Regions from separate parts of the Sus scrofa genome. Here all the other regions are linked to region 5. The links are chromatin contacts, called in public Hi-C and promoter capture Hi-C maps. All regions are on one chromosome and are shown on one strand. The core of a region is the stretch at or near the end of the contact, and the rest is flanking DNA. Distances in the headings are between cores, read along the strand shown. Region 1 holds the start of PSMB4 (proteasome subunit beta 4). Region 2 holds the start of POGZ (pogo transposable element with ZNF domain). Region 3 holds the start of TUFT1 (tuftelin). Region 4 holds the start of CGN (cingulin). Region 5 holds the start of RORC (nuclear receptor ROR-gamma).

Region 1 (2,704 bases), core at 58-2,557, 460 kb after region 5:
TTGCCTTCTGTCTTCTTCTATCCCTCATCCCTCAACCAACTACTTACCTGAGCCAGGTATGCACCATAACCAGTGGCCAGCGAAGGGGCTTCATAGGCTACACCAAGCATGTCCACGTAACCCAGGAAGCTAACAGGACACAATAGGTCAAAGAACTCATTTCACCTTAGGTTTCTATATGTTAGCTGAAGGATGGGACCAAGGGGTCTGAGTCAGAAGTGGGATTCACTCAGGGAGAAGAGATAGTTATTTGTATTCAAATCAACCTCTCTCCATCAGCATAGCCTCCGATGACCATGGTGTTCCACAGGGGGTTCATCTTGGAGCGGCGGCTGTACATGGCCCTGGTCAGCCACGAATGGATAGCTTTAGGACTATAGCTGTGTCCATCTCCCAGCAGCTCCTCATCAATCCTTAAAAAGAATTGGTTGTGAGAAAAGGGAGAGAACAGAAATCGGGTTTTCCATCCACCCCCAAAAGATGTGACCACAATCTTCCCCTCTTAAACCCACTAAAATAAACTATTTGCAAACATCCTCGAATCTTTCACCCCCCAACAAGTCTCCCCATCCTCTACTGCAGCTTCAAGTTCCTCCACACTAGAACATCTTGATGGGATAAAAACAGTGGATTCCCCTCCCCACCTGGGAACTACTCCTATTCTCTAGATGACTTACACCATTTGGCCGAGAACTTGCTTCAAATATTGGAAATCAGCGTAGTCTCCTGAAGCACCCAGCATGGTGCTGTTGTTGACTCGCATAATGCGAGAGATGTTGCGGAAACGAGCCAAGGAACCATAGGAGCCCAGCATGTCTGCTGCAATCACCACTCCGCCCTCAAACTTGACTCCCAGAACCGAGGTCCCGGTCACCATGGGGTTCCTGGAGATAAAGAAGGGTCTGGCGAGAGGTGGAGGAGAATAGCCTAGGCCCGCTTCCCGCTCTGTGGGTTCCGCTTCTGACTTTCCATGGCTCCTTTCATTCTCCAGGCCCTACTCCTCGAGCTGTCCCGCTGTTAGCGCGCCCGGGGGTCCCCGCCTCGCCTGCCCTGGCTCCCCGAACCAGCCGGCCGCACCAGGCCCCACGGTCTCTCCCCCGCCCAGGCTAAGACGCCAAGAGCTTACTGGGTGCGCGTAATCGGACTCCCATAGAGCACGGATGCCGGGTCCACGATGGATCCAGGAGTGGGAGGAATGCGGTAGAACTGTCCAGGAGCCGGACCCCCGGCCCAGTGTCCCGACCGCGACTCCAAAATCGATTCCATCTTAGTCACCGTAGCTCAAGAAATGAAAGCGTTTGCGCCGACGGAAGCGGAAGTGATCCTTCAGTGCCACACCTTCTTTCTTCCTGAAAGCCACTTCCCGCAGCCATGTTGTTAGGGTCGGGACAGACCGTATGAGCATCCTGGGTGGCGACCGAAACCCAGAGATTTGGAATTGCCAGGCGTCGCATACGTAGCGGTAGAGTCTAGACTAGAACAATGTTCTGATGCTCAAATTCAAGGAGGGAGAGGGTGGTGTGGCAGATGGGGAGGGGGCGGGCTCGTCAAGACTCTGACCTGAGCGAGGAGGCAGGAAGTCTCCTTTCCTTTTTGGATCCTTATCAAAAAGCCCACACTTTAGGAGTTTCCGTCGTGGCTCAGTGGTTAGCGAACCCTACTAGCATCCATGAGGGTTCGATTCCTGGCCCCGCTAAGTGGGTTAAGGATCCGACCTTGCCGTGAGCTGCGGTGTGGGTCGCAGAGGAGGCTTGGATCCCGCGTTGCTGTGGGTCTGGGGTAGGACGGCTGCTACAGCTCCGATTGGACCCCTAGCCTAGGAACCTCCATATGCCCCAGCTGCGGCCCTAAAAAGACAAAAAAAAATAAAAAGAAAAGAAAAGCCTCACACGAAACTAACAGTGAACCCAGGATCTCTTAAGTTCTGTATTTCTCAAAGCAGCCTCATGTGGCATATTCGACCCATTTTATAGGTAAGAAACAGAGACTTGAATAGTGATTTACCTGATCACACAGCAAATAATGGTAGATCTGAGTCTAGGAATCTTACAGTTGTGCGTACCTTGCGGTGTATAATATCTCAGGTGGGTCACTCACTGTGCAGAACCTTCGACAAATCTCTGAAAGTTACCTAGTTGTGAAATGCTCTTACCTACCTCTTAAACAGCAGAAAAATTCCATTGCCTGTGGGAATGTAACTAAATTCCAGGCGTTCCCTTCTCAATGTGGTTCTGTAGCAGGGGCTGGAAGCAGTGTCTAGAATCAAACAGGTGAACCTAAACCTGATAGTTTGCCACTCCTCCCTACACAATTAGATTTTAAATTATTGACTCAGCGGGAAACCAAATCAGTTTTGTTTTTTAAATTCCCTGAGTTAATCTGAACCAAAGCAACGCATGAAATTTTAGCCTAATTGAAATAAAATATTTTATTAGGTCATGAAACCCTGGAAGGGAAGGGTCAAGGTCTTGTGTGAGAGACAACCAGCTGTTGCTCTTTGTATCATCTTTTGGCTGAAAACTAGGTAGTTGATTTCTTCTTCTAATAGCTCATTAATAATCATATTTGTTTATTCGTCTTCTTTATTATTATTTATTTACTACCAATTCTAATTAATAGCCACCTCCTCCCAAACTCCATATTCCAGGTGAATCTTACTTACTCAGAGACTTACTTGGACAATTAGCAGCTATCTGTTGTTATG
Region 2 (2,789 bases), core at 79-2,578, 400 kb after region 5:
ATGGTACACTAATGGTTATTGATCAATGGTACATGGTATAGTCTACTGGGCTAGAACTCAGAACAGGCTCAGAATATGGCAAAATTTGTCAGTAAGACTATTTCTGAGGCAAATGACATAATGAATTATAGTAATTATGGAGGGAAAGAATAAAATAGGATTAGATCTCCATGTAGAATGTTTTTTGATGATTGATTCCGTAATCCCGCCATGGGCTCTTCCAGATCAGGCCTGGAAAATCTTCAGAAGTATTTTCAGAAGGATTGGTGATCTTCCCAATTCAAATAATAAAGTTTTTCCTAAGAATGACTAGTTGAAATCACTCATATTTTTGGTATGAAATAGGATGATGAAAATGGGTGGTGGTGCATGCATGTGCATGGGTGCACAATTTGGAATGCTTACTTTCACTGCCAATTTTCATAGTCTGGTGGTTTGGAATGTAAACATAGAAAAAGAATAGATATGTTTTTGCATCTCACCAGCCTTGCACGACTACTTTGATTTACCATTTGGTTTGGAGCAGATGTTTGGGTATTGATTAAAGAGCAACTATTTCCTCAAATATCCAAGGAAAATACTAAGCTTTTATCATCTCAGGAGGTAATAAAGGACAAACTTTCTTAGTCACTTGGAAAGAGGTTAGTTTTTGTTTGAGGAAAAATAATAGGTTGATGGTCTTGAATGTACAAATCAATCTTTGGGCCAGTCCATGTCAGCCTTATTTGGAGCAAAGAGCACAGAAGAGGAGTCTACAGTTTCTTAGAATTGAGGATCTCCGAGGATTCTACTCATCTCAAAGCAGTTTTCATACATGATCACCTTAATAAGCAATCATGTGTGACTTCCTTCCAGAATCCAGAAGCGTCTAGGGTAAAAACGGCTTTTAAAATTTCTTCACTTAAGGCCACTTGACTGCATGTCTCTTGAGAAAGAGTGAGTGCCATTTTGACGCTTTTGTTCTAATGACAGTCGTTGGGGCCATTGGGCCTCACTATCTGGCCTAAGGCATGAGGTTCTCCTCTTGGTTAGGTAAGAGCCTTGAGTGGAAAGTGTGGAGATTCCCAAAATTTCCCTGGAAAGTCCCCGCAAGTGAATTGGGGAACATTATCTTTGGAAATCCCATCTTTATCACCAAAACTTAGATGTTGTTTCTGAAGCTAATTATTTTTCATTCCATTTTTTGGGAAAGATTATTTATTTATTTATTTGCAGGCCCAGACAAACTTGACTAGAAAAGAAGCCCGGGCAGGGGTTAGGATGAGCCCATGACGTGCCACGCGCTCCAACCAATTGAAAAACCACGAAAGGGGGAGGGCGGAAGTGACGAGTCGTATCCCTCCGCGGGGCGAGAGGGTCGGTGGGGGGAGTCGGCGTCTCTCTCCCCCGCGCCAGCTCCCGTACACGGAGCCGCATTCCTCGGCCCCCCCGCCCCCCTCCCTCGGGGGCCCCCCGCCCCCCTCGGGAAAAAAAATCCACCTCAAATCACTCGAACCCGAGGGAGGTTTCCTTTCACCCTCGGGGAGACTAGCTTTCAACGGTTCCCTCTTCTCCGTCTCCCCCCAAGCCCCCGTCCCCTCCCCTGCTCCCACCCCCTTCTCCCGGCGCGGGGTGCAAGGTCCCTTTAAGGCGACGGCGCCTTCCTCGGGTCAGACTACCGGCGGCGACGACCACGGGAGGTGAGTGAGCGAGCGAGCCTTCTCTCTCCCCACCCCCTTCTCCCGGGGGTTCCGTTATCTTTTCGCTCGGCGAGGCGTTCCGAGGCGAGACAATGAGAGGGGGATGGGGCGGGAACGCGAGGGGTGGGGGCGGGGGCCCGGTGGCGCGCGCCCCCGCCCCCCTCGAGTGGCGTCGCGGCCCGCGGCGGCGGCGGGCGTGGGGTGCGGCGCGCGAGAGCGTGTGTGAGTGCGTGCGCCCCGGGAGCCGCGCGAGTTGCGCGGCGGGCCGGGCCGGGGAGGCCCCTGCCTGCCGGCCGCCCCCGCCCCCCGGCGCCTGCCGCGGCGCGCGCGCGCGCACTCGCGCCCCACGGCCCCGCACACAGCCGACGTCCACACGCACACCCGGCGCGAGGCGTCTCGGAGGAGTGGGCGGGCGCGGGCGCGGGCGGCGGCCCGCCGGGGAAGGGGCGGGGGCGCGGGCAGCAGCGAGACGGCGGGGCGCGGCGGGAGGGGCTGGCTAGGGGGCGAGGCCGCGCCGGGGAGGCGGGCGGGAGGGGCGGCGGGCCGAGGTCCCCCGGGGGTGGGGTAGGGGTAGTGCTGGGTCCTCTCCGCCCCACCCCCGCCGGGCCAAGAGTGGGGCTCTCTTTTTGAGCTCCAGGAGGAAAATGAGTGATTGCTTAGCCGCTCCCTTGTGTTATGTAATTCCCGCTCGGTCGTATAGTACATCCCAAGCCTTAGCGCACCGCTGTTAGTTTACAAAGTCTCCTCCCCCCCAGCCCCCCTCCCCGCGCTCTAAGATTTCTTTGGGCTGGCGCCGTGATTTACAAAATGGGATGGGGCTTAAAATCTTTATTTTCCGATGATTATATCCTGCCGCGGTGGGCGCCATGTTTATCCCAGGGACTATTTTTCTAGGTTTTTAGCACCTTCTGAAAAGGAGTGATGTCGTTGATTCACCTGCTTTCTCTCCTTTCTACGAGTTGTCCTGATTTCTTCGCCTGTCACACGGGGGATTCCCCCAAATTGTTGCTAATGCTGGACGTTTCTCTGCTTGTCTTGGACATTTTCAGCTTAGAAAAAGGTAGAGCGGGAGAGTCTTTTTAAGTCATTTAGCCCAAAATCTCTTTGAAG
Region 3 (2,838 bases), core at 140-2,639, 330 kb after region 5:
ACTCCCCGGGATTCCCACTGCCCGCCGCGAGGCGGTACAAAAAGAGAAGCGCCGTGAGGGGCTGACCGCACGGCACCAGGTGATGTCAGCGAACTCCGCGCGGGGCACGGTTGGGGCGGAATTAGAAACCAAGAGTACCGAGCGAGGGAGGCGACGTGGTCGCTTTTTCTTACCGAGGTCTGCGCTTCCGGGTGCACGTCCACCAGTGTACACCAGCTACGCGTCCCGTTCATCATCTTCCCGAGAGGGTCACGGAACACACACACAGCCCTCCGCCTTGCAGTCTGGCTCCTACTAGGCGAGCGCGCGCCGAACCGCCCCCCCCTTGTATAGGTGCGTCAGGGGCGGAGGCTGGCAATAGGACACGCCCCCAGGACGCGGTTCGCCAATGACTGAGCAAAATTGTGAAGTGGGCGTAGCCTAGAGGCTTCAGGCCACGCCCGTCTGCGCTCGCTCCGATTTACCTAAAGGTGGGGCTTGGGAGCTACTATCTACTTAACTGAAGTTTTGTCCAGTGTTATATGATTGTACCTCAAACGTTAGTCTTGCCCTCTCATTTCAACTCTAAGGCCAGTGTTGGTAAGAGAGGTTCACCCTGCCAGCCCCTAGAGGATGCAAAATTGGAAAAAAACCTTCCATACATTCTCCTCTCCCTATATTTAGGCCAGCCTGTAGGCTTTGTAGAACTGAGAAACCTTTCCTCCGCCATACAGGCTGCCAGGGCCAGCTCACTCAGACTGGCCTAAGCCAGTCTGGCAGGTGCCCTTCCTTGGCAGAAAGCCCAGGCCAAAGTCAAAGCCAGCTTGGCTCTGGGTGGGGCTTGTTTTGCAGAAGCTATTATATCAAAGCTGCCCTTATATGGATGGGAGAGGCGGGACACATTGCCTTAAAAGGAATTTGTATTCTTGAGAAGGGATGAACCTTAACTTCTCCAATGACATTTGCTCCCTTGGCCCAGGTTAGCATCTTAAGGACCTAGAAGAGAGGATGATCAAGAAAGATCTTGGAGCCTCTTCCAGTCCAGCTGCTCTTAGCATATGGCTTCTCCACCAGGCTATGGTCCATATGGACATGACAGGAGGAGGCCTGACCCACTCCAGAGTGGGCAGAAAGCCTGAATCTGACAGAAGGCTCTGCTGATCAGCTAGCTCCCTGTTCAAGGCAACACAAGAGGAATGCCAGGTAGGAATGGATGGCTATCTTTGTGTCTAAGAGGTGAATGCTGGGGCTATCCCTATGTTCCCAAGGAATAAAAAAAAAAAAAACCAGTTCCAGTCTAACCCTCGAAGGCATTTACTGGCCTTGTTCTTCCCAGAATGTTGTTCAGGAGAGAAGGGAGCTGTTACCAATACTCCATTTATTTCTTAAGGAAATAAAGGAAACCTAGGGAACCTAAGGCTCCCTAGGTTCCATCTGATCTGTTGTAAAGGACCTCTAAAAAGTGAAGTTAAGAAAACCCCAGCTTCGGTCTCTAAATTGAACAATAAAATGGTTTCTTCATAAAGTTAAGATGGGGGAGAATGAGAAGACAAGTCAAAAATTTCAGAATAGATATATAATTTTATGTTTAATTTAAAATAAATTCAATGCTGGATTGGATTGAACTGGGAGATAATATATGATTTGCAGAATAGAGGAACTTTTTTTTTAATCACAAAATCACAAGTTATTGGTGAAAACAGACTTCTCCCTCCTCAAGGCTCTGTACAGAGCCTGCTTAGGAAATAAGAGAGATGAATCATCTCCCTTACCTCCTCCCCACCAGAACTTGGCTCTCCCCAAATCCCAAAGGAGGAATAAATCCTCCATTGCCTCTTTCCATTTCTACCAAGAGTCAGCCTCTAGCCCCTCTGTATGAGGACCAAGCTCCTGAGATATTGAGGGTCCCTCAGTTCCCTAGTGAGGTTGGGCACATCTGATCACAAGGCCACAGAGACCAAAACCTTTGCTTTTCGAACTTGTGTAGACAGTTGTTAGGGTTCCCAGGTGTGACCATCTTACAAGCACATCCAGTCAGAGAGGGAGAAGAGGAAGGATGGAAACCCTGAGCAGAACCAGGCCTCACCACCTTATCATGGCCCTACCAAAGTCCCTCTCGCAGGGGTTCCTAAGTAGAGAAGCTGGTAGCTCTGTCCATCGGTCACTGGGGCAGCAGGAGGGGTTCTTGGAGAGGTATGAATGTGCAGGTATAAAAGGCAAGAAGGGCATCCTTATCTCCTCACCCCGGCTAAGGCACTGAAAAGAAAGGAGGAAATGGTAAAGACGGGAAGGGGAGGAGAAAGGGTCCCTTGGATCTTGGCCTGGGGAAGACAAAAAATATAGGACTGGAGACAGGTGGGGACTACCACGTGGGCCCCATGACTGTGCAAAGAAGAGCATCTGAGAAGTGGGTAGAGCCACGCCAGCATGTCCGTTACCCATTATGTCCTCCTTACCCTGCTCCAGAATGGGAGGAAAATGAGTTACAGGAGTCAAGGGAGCAGAATCATATAGGGTATTTCCCTGAGCCTGGGGTGTAGGGTTAAAGAAATAAAGCTTTATACACATGGCAATTTCGATCCCTTCCTCTCCTGCTCAATCAGCCTATATGCTGACCGAGCTGCTGCTGTGAGGGAGTCGGGGTGGGGGGAGTCAGCACTTGAGGAGAGGATTCAGCTGGCTAAAACGCCCACTCCTCCAGAGGAAAGGGAAAGCCCATCCACCAGCTCAACACTGATGCCTTTTTATCACCATCACCCAGACCCCTCCCTGTCATAGGTCTGAATAATTGGGTCTCCCACAGCAACGGGGATCTGAGGCTGGGCAGGGCAGAGCAGAGCAGAGCTGGACTGGCCAGGA
Region 4 (2,774 bases), core at 250-2,749, 360 kb after region 5:
ATCCCCTACTCGGGTGGTCTCCTGAAGAGTTCCGCCAGTTTCCTGAACCAATGCCTACTGCCTGATAGCCATCACCGTCCAGCTGTCAGGGATGCCCGATGGGGTTTCAGAAAGTAATAGGGATTTTCGGAGAAGCATCAAGGAACCTGGTTAAGCTCCCAAACGTCACCCAATGGCTCCATCTAAAACCATGGAAGTATGTGCTTGGGGGGGAGAGGGGGGTTGACGTTAGCTCCCAGGAAGAGGCCTCTTTAGAAAGATGTATTTCTACATATTTTGAAGACCTCGGGATCTATGCTTACTCAGATCCCTCTCCTGTAGAGCACTCTCTCAAGAGGAAGTAGGAAAAATTCTCCCTGGCAAGAAAGCAAAGGAAGACAAAAACTGAAAGCCTTCGTTTCACACCTAGCAGACATGGGGGTGCCCTCTTGCTCTACTTCTCAGTGCCTGTTAATTGCACCTGTCTTGCCCTGTAGGTGAGCAATGGTTAGAGAAAGATTGCACACCTCAGAGCCATCTCAAAGTCAGAAGGGAGGTATCAGCGCCAGCTCGGACTGGCCGTCGGAGGAAAGAACCTCAGGGAAACAGCACCTTTCCACGCCCTCTCACTTATGTCTCCGAACCTCAGGCAGCAGTCCCCTTTGCCCAACTGAGGAAACACTCCTTCCCCCCACCATTCCCGCCTCTGAGAAATCCTGCCCCGGGAACTGGCGTCTGACCACCAGAGCTATCTTGGCCCTGAAACACTTTCATGCCCTGGGAATAGCCTCAGCCTCAGGTGCCCCTCACCTGGCACCTTCCCAAGCACCTGCCTCTGGCACCTGAGGACAGGAGCCAGCTCTTAATCAGTGCTCCCACCCTACCTCGACCTCCCCTCCTCCTCTCGCCAACACAGCACCTGTGCCCTGGGTATCTCAGATCGCCTCGACTCCCACCCCTCAGGGGTACACCTGAGGGCTCGCCTGCCTTTCAGGTGCCCTTGCCCCCGCCCGGTTCACTCACCCCAGCCGGGCTCGGCGCTCCCGGGCTCGGGCTCGGGCTCGGGTAGAGCTGCACGCGCGGCTCCCGGGCCCTCCCCCTCTGTCCCTCCGCGCTCCCTCCTTCTCTCTCCCCCTCCCACCAACCTGTTACTCCCCTCCGGAGCTCCACCTCCATTGGCCGTCACCACCTGCCCCGCCCTCCCCTTCCTCCAGTTGGTCCGTTTCCCACGAGGGGCGGGCCGGCCGCGTCAGGGACCCGGACCTGGGGTCGCCAGCCCGGGTGGGCGGGAGGGGCTGTCTGGGTCACGTGGGCCGGGGGCGGGGCGGCGAGGGGCATCGGGAGGCCATTTTGGGGGCGTAGTGGTCAGCCGCTGGCGACCGCCCCCGCCCCCGCCAGGCCGGGGTCGGGAGCCGCCAAAGCATTTTCTCGCCTCTGCTGCAAAACAATCCCCCGCCTCCCGGCTTCGCAAGGGGACTGTCTTCTGACCTTCACCTACCTCCGCATAAGCTGGAATCCTCTTCCGTCGCATTCTGCGGAAAATATCTCCCAGTCCCCCGACGTCAGAGCCTCCACATCAGCTCCGTCTCCCTTTTCCCCAACCCGAGCCAGACCCCTGTCTTGGATTCTCCCCCGTCTCCTGGCCTCCCCAAATCATGCAGCCTGGTGCCTTTTTCTCTGTAGTGTTTATCACCTTCCAAGTTATGTAATTAAATCTAAATATCATATTTGTCTTTTGTCTCGCCCTACGCCAAGCTTCACCAGGGCAAAGATCTCTTGCTTTGTTCTCTGCTTTATCCCAAACGCCTGCAACAGGGACCGACATTTGTTAGATGCTTAATAAATATTTGTTGAATGAGTGAATGAATGAATGGGAACCGGGAGGGGTGAGTTTCCACAGAATAGGAATGACTGTCATTCTAAACAGAAGGGGATCTCAACCCCAGGTTGTAAATCCATTTTAATCTTTCAGGAAGTGGGGAAATTGACTCCAGTCCCTTGACGAGTAAAGGCAGGGGTGCTCAACCAACTGCAGGCACTCTGCTTATCTTCTAGCTGTAGTTAAACAGCGAAATCTGGCCTCCTAGGTTTTAATCGTTGAGGTATGTAAGAGATTGACTTAGTTTATGTTGCTAGGTTCTGATATTCTCACGTATTTATTCAACAACTATTTATTGTGTACCTATTGAGGATTGAAGAGGAATCTTACCTGCCACTGACAGTCTAGGGCTTTCCTGAGAGCACATTTCCTTCCCTTCCCCCCAAACTTCAAAGCCTACGTGTAGGACCTGGAGGGTAAAGTCCACCTCCCAGTTCCTAGGCAGGGAAGCAAAGTCTCTGCATTCCAAGGGAAGCTTTATGTAGGGATTAGAGTCATCAAACCGGCCCATGGCCCGGGGAGGAACAGCAAAAAAAAAAAAAAAAAAAACTGTAAGGGTGGGGATAGGGAAAGGAAACATCCCTCCAGGACCATGTTATCTCTAGATCACTGGGGGTTTTTTTGCTTTTTTTTTTTAATGTGAGATTGTTTAATTGACCCAAGTATTGGAAACGTGGAAACTCTCCTAAGGTAACACCTTAATAATTAGGATACTTGTATTTGTAGTAAATACAAAGTTAGGGTGGTAAAGGAGACACCCCACCCAGCACTACGAACACAGGTTGCAAGGAAAACTAGGAGGCCTCTGAGTCACAGTCATCGTCATCTGTTCCTCAAGGAAGCACTCAGTCTGACAGAGAAACTATCATTAGGCACGGGTGTCAAAGGGGACACTAAGACCTTTCCCAGAGGTTGT
Region 5 (2,700 bases), core at 122-2,621:
GGCACAAGGCCAAGGCCAAGTGCCCATCTCCAGGCACTCTACTCATGACCTCTACTCTGCCCATGATTGGGAGGTCAGGAAGGAACCTAAAAAACCCAGAGTCACAGAGGAGAGGCTTCAAAAGGAGAAAAGAGGGAGAGGAATGAGCTACAGAAGCACAGAAAACAGAAGAGCCACAGGCGGGAAGGGCTTGGCAGGGAGAGGCACAGAGAGGACACTGAGTGGAAGCAAAGCCAGTCATCGGTGGCGGGAAGGGAGCAGCAGGGCAGCACTGCCCCAGCACTCCCTGCGCGCTGCTCCTTCTGCCTCTTGCTGGCTCTACTTGTCTTTGTGACACTGGCCTCAGGGGTGCTTCAGAGAACTTTGCCTCTTACTCCAAGCCTGCCCAAGGGGCTGAGCCCCCAAACAGACCAACATCCTGTTCTGTGCAGAGAAAGGTACACAGATGCGTGGGCCACCCATTTACCAAAAGGACACGGGGCTAATCAGAGGCTCAGAGGCACAGACACATGCCCTCAGACTCTCTCTCCGTACAAGAAGATCCCCACGAGTTTCCGTCCACTCTTCCCCACTCCCTACCCCTTTGTCAACCATCCTAGGAGGTGGAGAGTCCTTCTCTACCTCTGTCTCATAAGCTACAGCCCTTGGGAGAGTCTGGGAGCTACCCAGGAATGGAGGTGCTGGAGGTGCTCCGTGTGAAGTTCCAGGATGGGGTAAGAGTGGAGGATGGTGAGATGGGAGGGCAGGCGAGGAAAGGGACAGCTGCCTGCCCTCTCCACGCCAGGTGCCACGTGCACAAGGTTGGGGGGAGTGGGCTGCCGTCACGAGGCTGAGGCGTGGCTGGCTCCTGCTCTGCTGTTTACCAGCTGGGAGTGAGAGCAGGAGGAGGTGCCAGGGAGCCTCCCCACTGCAGCCTGGCCCCCGGCCAGCCGGCCTGTTGGGTAACCAGGAGAGCCAGGCCCAGCTAATCAAACTCTGGGCCGAGGCTGGGCAGGAGAATAGAAGCATCCAGGACTCACAGAAGCCTCATCCTGTGCCCCCTGCCCTGAAGAGCCCTGCTCAGTGATGGGGGATCGGGGTGCGGGGAGGTCTCCTTCCTGTACCTAGTGCAGTGTAGCACGTCTCCCATGGCTCCTGTGCCCCCAAAAACAACTCCAGGCCTGCCCCCGACCCCAAAAGACTGGGAGGATATGGAGGCATCAGGGAGCCAGGGAATTCTAGAGAAGGGCAGCAAATGGCAGAGGCTAAGCCGGCAGAGGCCTCAAGGAACCCAGAAACCACTGGGATGACTCTGACCTCATCCTGGAGAAGAGACCCCATCCCCCAGATAAACCATCCTATCTTCATCTCTCCCCTCCCCAACTCCCCTGATCTTATCACCTGTCTTGGTCAAGTAGAAAGCATATGATTCTAAAGTCAGCAAGACCTGTGTTCAATGCACAGCTCAGCCACTTATGGTCCTTATGCAAATGCTTGGGCAAGTCGGGACAATCTTTGACCATCACTTCACTTAGGAGCATCACCTAGTTATCTGGAGCAACTATGTTTGCCTCGTGGCGGATGCTGGGAGGATCGGAGAAAATCATAGATTTATACACAGCACACGTCCATCGATAAATGTGAGCACCCTTCCCGTCACCTACCCTGTTTCTCCCCAAGGCTTAAACTTTGTTCTTCCGGTGTCTCCTCTTGTCCCTTTCTGATGCCAAAACACTCTGCCAGCCACTCCTTTCCCCTGCCTGCTGCCGGGCCAGGTGCTCTGTCCCTCCCCCCTTCCCTCCCCTGGGCCCTGCTCCCTGCCCTCCTGGGCAGCCAGGGCAGCAAGGACGGCACCCAGGGAGTTGCCCCATGGACAGGGCCCCACAGAGACACCACCGAGCCTCGAGGGGTAAGAGGCCCTACGGCCCTGCAGGCAGGTGGCAGGGGCTGCCAGGAAGTTCAGGGGACAGGGAGAGGTGGGAAGAGACTGGTTGGGAAGTGAGGAGGTGGGGAGGAGCAAGAGGAGAGAGAAGGAGAGAGGGGTTGGCCGGCGAAGGCGGGACGGTGAGACAGGACAGGTCTCCATAGAAACGGAAGGAGAGACCGGAGGAGGAGAAACGCGAAGCGGGAGAAGCCGGAAGCACACGGAGGGGAAAGAAAGGGAGAAGCAAGGAGGGAAGGGACAGGTGGGATGGGGGAGGAGAGCCAAGTCGGGAAGCTGGAAGAAGGAAGCGCCGCACAGGGCCAGGCCCTGCCAAGTGTGAGCGCCCCCTGGGAGGAGGAGCGGGCACTGCTCCTTTGGCTGGGACCCGCTCTGGGCAGCAGTGGCTGGGAGGCTGGCCATCCACCTTCTGTTCATCCAGCAATGGAGGAAGCTGCCCTGCCTTTAAGGATGACAGAGGGTGGGGGAGAAAGCAATAGCACCCTGTCTGCTGCCCGTAACCCACGGGCCCAGCACTTTCCTCCCCGGTGTGGGGTTTCATTTCTGCAAAGAATGTGGGGCACCTGGCCAGGGGCAGCGGCGGACAGAGACTCGGGCGGACCTTGGCCCCACGGATGGTCTAACAGCCTCTCCCATGGCCACAAGCTCGGTCAGGTGTGAGCACTGAGGGGAAACGCTCCAGGGCCACCTGGCGGAGGAAGAACTCCACTGCCGGGGCCAAGAGGGGAGCGCTCCCACCCCAGGACTGCTCTGAGGTGCAAGGCTGGAGGCCAGAGAGA

The links. Promoter capture Hi-C pulls out the DNA fragments that hold promoters and counts their contacts. Hi-C and Micro-C count contacts between places; a contact is called where the count stands out from the background.
Region 1: a contact with region 5 is called in a Hi-C map of liver, with 6 times the contacts expected there. The contact joins the promoter of PSMB4 here to the promoter of RORC in region 5. A contact is called at or near these places in 1 of 5 promoter capture datasets (fetal skeletal muscle) and 3 of 47 Hi-C or Micro-C datasets (embryonic fibroblasts and liver).
Region 2: a Hi-C map of embryonic fibroblasts shows a contact between it and region 5, with 2.1 times the contacts expected there. The contact joins the promoter of POGZ here to the promoter of RORC in region 5. A contact is called at or near these places in 1 of 5 promoter capture datasets (liver) and 1 of 47 Hi-C or Micro-C datasets (embryonic fibroblasts).
Region 3: a contact with region 5 is called in a promoter capture Hi-C map of liver, with 4 times the contacts expected there. The contact joins the promoter of TUFT1 here to the promoter of RORC in region 5. A contact is called at or near these places in 1 of 5 promoter capture datasets (liver) and 2 of 47 Hi-C or Micro-C datasets (embryonic fibroblasts and epiblast stem cells).
Region 4: a contact with region 5 is called in a promoter capture Hi-C map of liver, with 9 times the contacts expected there. The contact joins the promoter of CGN here to the promoter of RORC in region 5. A contact is called at or near these places in 2 of 5 promoter capture datasets (fetal skeletal muscle and liver) and 4 of 47 Hi-C or Micro-C datasets (epiblast stem cells and liver).

The regions. Positions count from the first base shown.
Region 1 is chr4:97,836,602-97,839,305 of Sscrofa11.1, forward strand. PSMB4 (proteasome subunit beta 4) reads right to left here and starts at 1,308. Exons shown (of 7, transcript NM_001244455.1): 1 at 1,127-1,308; 2 at 678-884; 3 at 267-413; 4 at 48-129. The coding sequence starts at 1,266.
Region 2 is chr4:97,775,251-97,778,039 of Sscrofa11.1, forward strand. POGZ (pogo transposable element with ZNF domain) reads left to right here and starts at 1,329. Exons shown (of 19, transcript XM_005663451.3): 1 at 1,329-1,679.
Region 3 is chr4:97,703,265-97,706,102 of Sscrofa11.1, forward strand. TUFT1 (tuftelin) reads right to left here and starts at 1,390. Exons shown (of 12, transcript XM_021089860.1): 1 at 174-1,390. The coding sequence starts at 236. CGN (cingulin) reads right to left here. Exons shown (of 21, transcript XM_013997148.2): 21 at 1,541-2,838.
Region 4 is chr4:97,728,999-97,731,772 of Sscrofa11.1, forward strand. It overlaps CGN (cingulin), which reads right to left and starts at 1,500. Exons shown (of 21, transcript XM_013997148.2): 1 at 1,478-1,500.
Region 5 is chr4:97,373,301-97,376,000 of Sscrofa11.1, forward strand. RORC (nuclear receptor ROR-gamma) reads left to right here and starts at 1,372. Exons shown (of 11, transcript XM_021089853.1): 1 at 1,372-1,619. All of the region lies in intron 1 of LOC110260324 (a long non-coding RNA gene), which reads right to left.